3 separate regions of the Mus musculus genome follow, and regions 2 and 3 are each linked to region 1. Evidence: chromatin contacts called from public Hi-C and promoter capture Hi-C data. All regions are on one chromosome and are shown on one strand. Each heading gives the region's core, a stretch centred on a gene start, on an enhancer-like site or on the middle of the called end of the contact. The rest is flanking DNA. Distances are from core to core; before and after follow the strand shown.

Evidence for each region. Promoter capture Hi-C pulls out the DNA fragments that hold promoters and counts their contacts. A called contact is a pair of places that touch in the nucleus more often than the background predicts.
Region 2: a Hi-C map of the N1E-115 cell line shows a contact between it and region 1, with 2.9 times the contacts expected there. The contact joins the enhancer-like site here to the promoter of Smim15 in region 1. A contact is called at or near these places in 3 of 484 Hi-C or Micro-C datasets (B cells, CD4 T cells and the N1E-115 cell line), 3 of 115 datasets of contacts at active chromatin or transcription factors (astrocytes, embryonic stem cells and pro-B cells) and 2 of 9 other capture datasets (adipose tissue and embryonic stem cells).
Region 3: a promoter capture Hi-C map of pre-B cells shows a contact between it and region 1, with 8 times the contacts expected there. The contact joins the promoter of Dimt1 here to the promoter of Smim15 in region 1. A contact is called at or near these places in 14 of 39 promoter capture datasets (the 3T3-L1 cell line, 3T3-L1-derived adipocytes, the C10 cell line and 8 more), 5 of 484 Hi-C or Micro-C datasets (CD4 T cells, CD8 T cells, Th1 cells and 2 more) and 5 of 115 datasets of contacts at active chromatin or transcription factors (the 230-238 cell line, astrocytes, large pre-B cells and 1 more).

Annotation. Positions count from the first base shown.
Region 1 is chr13:108,043,137-108,045,883 of GRCm38.p6, forward strand. Smim15 (small integral membrane protein 15) reads left to right here and starts at 1,338. Exons shown (of 3, transcript NM_001048250.2): 1 at 1,338-1,350. Gm41055 (a long non-coding RNA gene) reads right to left here and starts at 1,335. Exons shown (of 5, transcript XR_003950673.1): 1 at 1,070-1,335.
Region 2 is chr13:109,210,240-109,212,986 of GRCm38.p6, forward strand. The region is part of intron 3 of Pde4d (phosphodiesterase 4D, cAMP specific); the gene reads left to right. Among named protein-coding and RNA genes, the nearest start is that of Mir582, 110 kb to the right of the region's middle. Within about 2 kb of position 1,407, at least 24 of the 459 cell types and tissues checked have an H3K27ac peak or open chromatin away from gene starts, as enhancers often do. A contact at or near this core is called in the N1E-115 cell line, where this site is marked.
Region 3 is chr13:106,945,707-106,948,453 of GRCm38.p6, forward strand. Dimt1 (DIM1 dimethyladenosine transferase 1-like (S. cerevisiae)) reads left to right here and starts at 1,423. Exons shown (of 12, transcript NM_025447.4): 1 at 1,423-1,577; 2 at 1,880-1,953. The coding sequence starts at 1,499.

The DNA.
Region 1 (2,747 bases), core at 88-2,587:
TCTCCAATAGCCAAAGAAGCTTGCTGCTTTCTTTCTCTCCGTTGTAAGTGTGTGTACTGTGCACGATTAGGCTGGTGCACCCCCTCCTCAGTTCCTTCCTTACGGTACTGCTTCCTTTTATTCCCAAGACTTGCGGGGACCCTGGGTCCTTTAGAGATAAAACAGAGCAACACACTGGGAGGCAGAACTTGTGAGGAACCATCTACTGAAGTGAACATGTCACGGATACAAGCCGGTTATGGATACAAGCCGGTTATGGGTACGCTTGTTTGTACAGGTTTTAAGCAATCCTTCAGGCTTTCACACAAGAATAAGAAAACCACGGCTGCCATTACAATATGCAGCCATTAGCATATACCCGGGTAGCAGTATTTTAGATCCTTAGATTAGCTGCCAAAGTCTGCTCCTTGGTAAATAATGGTTACTGTTGTTATACTCTAACTACTCATACATGTCTCGGCTTGCTCCTCAAAGGGAACGCTCACAGTCTCTCAGGAATAAAAACTTGCTTTATTTGGCACACAACAGCGAGGAGGTCTTGCAACATTCGCCAGAGGCAGTCAAACAGAGCAAGTAGTTCAGGCAAGCAATCACAAAATTTGAGCACCAACCAAACCAGAGCTAATCTTTCCGTCCCTGTAGATTAGGAGACCCATTTAACGCACCCCTTTCTGCTTGTTGACTTTTTGAAGTCCTTTATTTATGTATTGCGATCTCTATGCCCTGACAGTTTAATTATTGACAGTTTACTTTGGGGCAAGTATCGACCATTCCTTTGTGAAGTAAGTTAGGCTCTTAAATGAAAAACAAACAACGGAACCTCTTTCCCACAGCGTGGCAGCATTTCCCCCTGCTACCAAGGTTCACTGGACACATCCCAGCCGGGCTGCTGCTTGGCCAAATCTTTAAATATTTAACTATTGTTCAACTCTACAGCATGAGTGAGGGGCGAGTTAGGGAACACGCCAGTCCTTCCACGGCCTCGAGAAGGCTCTAAGGAGACTGCGGGGTCCCCCTCGTGTCTAGCTGCGGCTCTCTGGGCTGAGAGTCCCCTGGACGAACTCCTCACCCACTCCGTCTCCTCGCCGGCGTCCCACGCAGGACGCGAGGCCACGATGCCCCACCTGCAGCGCACACGAAGCGGCGCGCGGCAGCATCCCCGACCGCGGACACGAAGCCTCCGCGCCTCGCCTCGCCTCGCCGCGCCGCCCCTCCCCGCCCTCCCGCTATGGCTCTAGACATTGCGCCGCCGGAAACCCGCCCGCCACTTCCTCATCCCGCCCCGCCCCGCCCCGCCTTCGGGCGGGACCTGAGCGGAGCGGCTTCCGCTTTCCACTTTCCTGCCTGGCGGTGAGTGGGAATGGGAGCGGGGATCCCCTAGGGCTGCGGTGGCTTGCTGTAGCCTAAGCTGAGCGTGTGGCCGGGCTCTCCCGGCTCTCTGAGCTCCTGACCGCGGGTCCTGCCCGGCTTCGCTCGGCGGGGCGGCGTCCTTAGCCGGTGAGGCCGACTGATGGCCGTGGACATGGCCCGGGGCAAGGAGAATGCTAAGCGGGGAAAGTTAGGAGAGAAGCTGTAAGTCTAGAGACGCCTGGTGCAGCTCCGGGTCCCCTAGGCTTTGTGAGGTGAAGGAATGTGCCTGAAAGTAAGGCGAGGATGTTTTGGTGCGAGACTGAGGTGCTCTCGAGATGTGTGGCCTGTGGACCGTAACTTTGCCATAGCCTAGTCATCAAGTCGCGCTAGTCTTATTTGCAAAGTTGGGCGGATTTCGCAGACTTGTATTTAGTTCGTTACTGGACTCGAGAAAGATCGATCTTTCTTGGACCTTCCTGCAAACTGGTTACAACTGGGCGAGGGCGTAGCGACAAGGGACTGGATGGTTAACGTCTCCAGAAAGTTTAATGTGCTGAAAGTAGGGGCATGGTTTCTGATACAAATACGGAGATAGCATGGGGACATGGAAGTTAAATCCAGTGATAGTTTTCTTGATGTGACGGGTTGTGGGTACCATAATTATTTTGGTAATTCTTTATTTTCTTGTAAGGTACATTAATTGAACTACAGACCACAAAACCTTTAAAGAGCAAAGCATAGTGTTTGACTTTGTAACGATGTACCCAATCCAACGAATAAATGAGGATTCTTAAGTACAAGCAGTTTAAATTCTTGGTTGGTCAGCGGTGGAGCATCTGTCTACTGTGCTCTACTAGGCTTTGGGTTGGATCCCCAACAGTAGACGCAAAGATTAAAAATCTTTATGGGTATGGTACCTGTAACATGTCAGCCAGCCAGCTTGATTTTTTTTATGTTAGTGAAAGTCATTATTATTCAGACAAAACTTTAGTACTCAAATAATTTACGTAGAATACTTGGCTTCTACGAATTAGAACTCTTATTTTGGGACATTTGCAGTTGTAATTTAGGGAGAAATAGGTGTTAAGAGGCTATACTATTATAGAAAGATGTTTTTACTTGTTTGTGTTTAGAGGAGAATTTAGAGGTTTTTTTTTTTTTTTTTTTTTTTTTTCCATTTCTAATCTTACTGTAAAGGTATCTTTTATTCTCCTGTTGTAATTGTCATCTTTGAGGCTTACTGCTCAGTCTGCTAACCCAGGCCTAGTCCCGGAAGCTTCTAGCCTCCACACAATCTTATCTAGGCCTAGAGTGTTTTCAGCTTCTGAGACTTATTGCTGAAAAGCGCATCCTTTCTTGTTCTTCCTGTGTGCTGGCTAACTCACTTACTCAGCTAG
Region 2 (2,747 bases), core at 157-2,656, 1.2 Mb after region 1:
TCTGACTTCCACATGCACATTTACACATCAGCAATAGTAACATAAACACATAAAAATCAGATGGATGGATGGATGGATGGATGGATGGATGGATGGATGGATGGATAGATAGATAGATAGATAGATAATAAAGTGTGTGCTTTAAAAACACAGTCTCCAAGTCTTTAACTGGCTAACTTGATTCTTTCCTGAGTCCTGTAGCTTTAATTGCTCTTGTTAATGAGTAGAACTGTGTGTCTAGCTTTGTGTTATCCCCCATGACGTTTTTTTCTCCCCTCGTTGGACTGAATTTCAGAATTTTAGAGGCAGTTTTCAAACATTTCAACTGTGCATCTGCTCCATTAGGTGACCTGCAGTGCCGCCCTGTGGCCAATGTGATGTCTGCAGCCACAGTCCTTGGTTGAAACTGGGATTCAACCACTTAGATTGTAACCAAATACAGGTTATCTAGAAAATCCACACAGTTTACTTTTGCTAAGAATGGGGGGGTCACTTTTTGCGCACTTTCCCAAGTTGCTTTATTGAATATTATATTTTTACTCCTTGCCCTACAGTCAGATAGTCAGATTTTCTCATCATTTGTGGGAAGAGGTACCTAAAAACAATTTATCACCCTAGAAATTATTACAGCAAATAAATCTACCTTTTAGAGTAATTATTAAGATTGATTCTAAGTTTCTGGTAAAAAACTAGCCAATAGCTGTGGGTGTGGGGTGGGAGGGAGTCTGTGTGTATATGTGTATGTGTGAGTGTGTGTGTGTGTGTGTGTGTGTGTGTGTGTGTGTGAGTTGGATGGTAAGATGTGATGAGCTATGGAGGTAAACACTTTAGTTCATCTCCACAGTTGCTCCCTGATACTAACCTTTATGATCTATGCACACATGTGTTTTCTATGCTTTGGGTGGGGGTGGGGGGGAGAGTCAGTGTCTTAGCAGTGTCTTAGGGCTGTAGAACCAACATCAGCAATGCTCCTCCCATTACTATACAACAGGACTGGTCCATTAAAAGGCTGGCCTGCTGAGTGACTTTTACCCAAACTCTCTGCTGCTCTAAAGGAGGCAAAACCAAACCAAACCAAAAACCAAACAAACAAAAGCAACAGCAACAACAAACAAGAACAAAAATCATAGCGGTGCATTTAGCAAAAAACCAGTAAGCAAGCATCAAAACAGACTGTGACTGGACCAGAAGTAAATACCCACGAAGAATCACTTAAATACAGACAGGTAGTGCTTAGTAATAAATCACAGACCATCTTAACAGCAAGCCTTACAGGCGTAGAAAGGATAGACGAGTTCACTGTTATCAGAATTTAGGAATATTACATCATGTCACAGGGTGAACGAACTGCAGCTTAACCCAGCATGAAGGTGAGCAACGTTCAGCACTTGCCCTCTGGTATTTCTCCTGCTATTGCCTGGGAGAGCCACTTCAGCTGCTAATAAGAGGGTGCTTCCGGTGCCTCAGACTGTATGAGAGATCACTTATGGGGAATGGGGGGTGGGGGAGAAGAGGCAGCCAAAGGGAAACTCCTTGGGGCTGTTAAAACCATGCTTTCTAAAGTCACACGCGTGAAAAGAAATGGTACAACCAGAAAAACCTGTGACCAGGTGACATAAGGGACAGTCGAGCACCTATTGGAACAGGATTTAGCATCCCCCTATGCCTGGCCACAGGGATCGGGGAAAGCATTCTGCTTTCCAAGCCTAAAGTCTTGGAACTCACCCAGATCTAAGGGAGTGGACATCTAAACGTGAGAAATCCTTTTGCAAACGGCTCAGGAGCAGCGCCCCAGTCACTGCAGGGAGGTTTGGTTATTTCTGTTTGTACAAATGAGAACTGCGTGAGAAAAGCCCCGCGCCTTGATGGGGGATACTTAGGAAGGGGCCACACGGGAGAATCCAAACCGAAACCTCTGGGGCTGAGGTTCCCGCAGTTCTCATCCGGACCCATGGCTTCCCTGTTGCCAGGGAAGAGGCTGGCTCAGGCAGGCAGATCATCTATGGGAGAGAAGATGACGCTCACTGTGCCTGAGGTCAGGACAGCCGATTGCTTTTTGGATAGCCTGGACTTCTGCGGCAACATTTGTGCCACAGGAAACAGTGCCGTTTCCCTTGAGGCCAAGTTCCCCTTAGCTCTGTCGGTGACCTTCACTATCCATGGCTTACCATTCTCCAAATCCCTCCTAACTACCCCCCACTGCCTCTTTCTTGCCACCTTCTTTCCCAATTATGCGTTTGGGGAAAGAGGCCCTCTTACCAAGTGAATCCGTTGCCACAGACATTAACACAGCCTCAGGTATTTAAGGTCAATACGCACCAAAAATGTTCCCACGTTTCACTGACCAAGACCATGCATCAACCTTGACCAAAATGCAGGTTAAGTTGGGGAGGTTAGAGGGCAGAGTAACCAGGAGAATGGGGGAAAGTCCTCTGTGGATCTGATGTGGTGACACGGGGGCTGACCGATAAGGAAGACGACACCAACAGGATTCAAACTAATGGAATCCAATCAGTGGGCACTGACTCCAGGTGACGATTCTTGAGAGCTGAGTTAGAGCTGAGGCACTCCGACAGGCTTTCATTTGCTAGATAGTTGCCACTTTCGTGCTCGAACATAAAAACCAACCGTCATTTTACAGTTTGGCAATGTTTGACCTGCGTTAGTTTAGTAGTAACACCCAAAGGATAAATAAGCAACAAAGAGTGGGAACACTTCTGCTCTACACCCCATGTCATGGCTACTAG
Region 3 (2,747 bases), core at 173-2,672, 1.1 Mb before region 1:
GAGGGGAAGCTTAAGTTCCAGAAAGAAAAACAACGCCATAATTTTTTTTTTTTTTTTTTTTTTTTTTTTTTTTTTTGCTAATCGCGTATTTTGGCTTTTGTAACTGTAGTTAGCTTGCAACTGCGGGATGGGAACCTTGAGGGCTTTCCAGGCTCAGAGATGAATGAACTTGGGTCCGGAATACCCAGCTGTAGTCACCTGCGGCTGGAAGAAAGGCTTTCCATTGGCTCATAGGCAGTGTTCAAGTGCTCCTTGGTGGGAACCCCATAATAGTCGACTATAAATAAAAGATTATATTAGGATATTTTAGAACTTTCCCTGTGCTCGAATTACAGCAAAGAAAGGAAGGACTAAAACCTAGGCTACGAGAAAAAAAAAAAAAAAAAAAAAAGCCGGGCGGTGGTGGCGCACGCCTTTAATCCCAGCACTTGGGAGGCAGAGGCAGGCAGATTTCTGAGTTCGAGGCCAGCCTGGTCTACAAAGTGAGTTCCAAGGACAGCCAGGGCTATACAGAGAAACCCGGTCTTGAAAAACAAAACAAACCAAAAACCAAAACAAACAAACAAAAACCTAGGCTACGGAACAGGTTCTTAGCAGTAGCCTTTGGTGGTTGATTGCAAAGACTTTCTTCAGCGCACAAACAGAAAAATTAAAACCGAAACATTACACTGGCAAGAAAAACAGCCATGAATCTTTTATTCTGTATGTTACAGCCCGGCGTATAATCCCATTACAATATCCAACACATACCTGTAATCAATCCCATTTACAGGGTTTTGAAATTGTTATAGCCTTTATCTTTCAATAAATAAACATTGAGAGCAGCATATTTTAACTATGACATTCCAGTGCTGGAACTCAGCAAAACGACGAGAAAATGAACAAAAAGCATAGAGAAGTAACCAGTAAGTGCCGTGTTGGAACGAGAGCTAATTCTAATCTAACTGCTTTCCACAACGGAGAGACATGTTACCCTAAACCACCAAGCTCCGTGTCCATCGAGCCTAGGCTTCTCAGCCCACAACCTGCAGGGAAACAGGAGAGACACGAGAGATCTTTCCGCAGATATCAGAATGTCCCAGGGCAGTGCCAAATGAAGCACCCAATTTGCCGAGACCCAACCAATCCTAACTGCCTGCCTGAGCGGCGCGGTTTCCTCTGGGAAATCGGGCTCTTGGGGAAGTTGTTGCTCCAGCTAAAACTCTAAAATCCGGTGGCTAACCCGCTGGAGCCAGCCTTGCCTCCGGAGGAGCTCACCAGACAGAAACTACAATCTCAGCAGCCACTGGGCTCGAGTCCGCCTTGCCGCGGGAGGAGCCCATAAGAGACTACAATTCCCAGCAGCCACTGGGCTCCGGCCTGCCGCTGACTGGGTGGGTCGGTGATCGCAGTGGGCGGGGAAGTGGGCCTCTCGGGCGCCTAGTCGTGACGGCGACTGAGGGCGACTTCCACGCGGTTCCCGGCTGCTTTCGCTTGGCACAGGGACTCCTCCGAGAAGATGCCGAAGGCCAAGTCCGCAGCGAGTAGCCGCCGGCGGGATCGTCAGGAGCAGCGCCGGGAGCTGAAGCGAGCTGGAGGTGCGGTGTGGAGGATGCTTGGGACTGACCCGCGGCGGGGGAGCCCTACGGTGGCCTGCGCCTCTAGCCGCCCCGAGGAGGGTGGGCGCTCAGCGCTGACCCTTCCCCGCGCGCGCCTGGTCTTCCTTGCCAGCAGGAGGGATGGATGGACTCAAAGATACATCCCAACCCCGGCCGGGAGCGCGGCGCTTGTGGATGCATTGGAGCAGAAACCGTCCCGGGTCCATCCTGCTTCTCTGGGACGGCCTGAGATCGGTTCTTGAAAAGTTGGGAAATTAAGGCTGCTTCGTGTTTTATTTCAGGACTCATGTTCAACACAGGGATCGGACAACACATTTTGAAAAATCCTCTAATTGTTAACAGCATCATCGATAAGGTGGGTGTTAACGATGAAAGGCAGAGCGTTTGTGGATTGTATTTTTCTGACTACTTAATGCCTGTATGCCTAAGTTGCATGCCCATAATTATCCCAGCATTTGGGGAAGCTGAGGCAGGGTGATATGCTCGACCGCAGCCTACATACTAAGAAAATATAAACCAAGATAGGGTGCCTGACAGAATAGTTGCTCTGTATGTATATGTTGGATGGGTTGAGAATTGCCCAGTGATTTCCAGATTATTTCCACTTTTTGGAGGCTCCATCTTGTTTTTGGAACTGGGTCTCATGTAATTCAGGGTGGCCTCAAACATGGTGTGTGTCAAAGCCAGCCTTGAACTCCACTTTGCAAGCGTGTATCATTTTGATCACTTTCTAAGTACATCATCGTTACTCTTTTTATTCCAGACCGTAAATTTACGTCCAAATCACACTGAGTTTGTTCCTCAGGAAAAGATATGGTACTGCATATGAACTGTTTGGAGGATTCCTTCTGTATGGGTTACTGTGCTGTGCTTATGGAGGATTGAGGGCCTGGAGGTAAAATACAGACGGTACAGGGAGCATCCTGGAGCCATAGAGTATAGTTCTCCAGTCTCACCGAATATTCTACTCATAAGCATATGCACACTGGTAACGTTTTGTATGGTTACTATATTCTTAAAACTGTACAGTGGTTAAGAATTGAGAAATCTTTTCCATTTGAATGCACTCTTTCCCATTTGAACTCTTTGGAAGTTACAATTAGTTACAGTTTGCTGGAATTATTGCCAATGTAGAAAGCAGGAACCCAC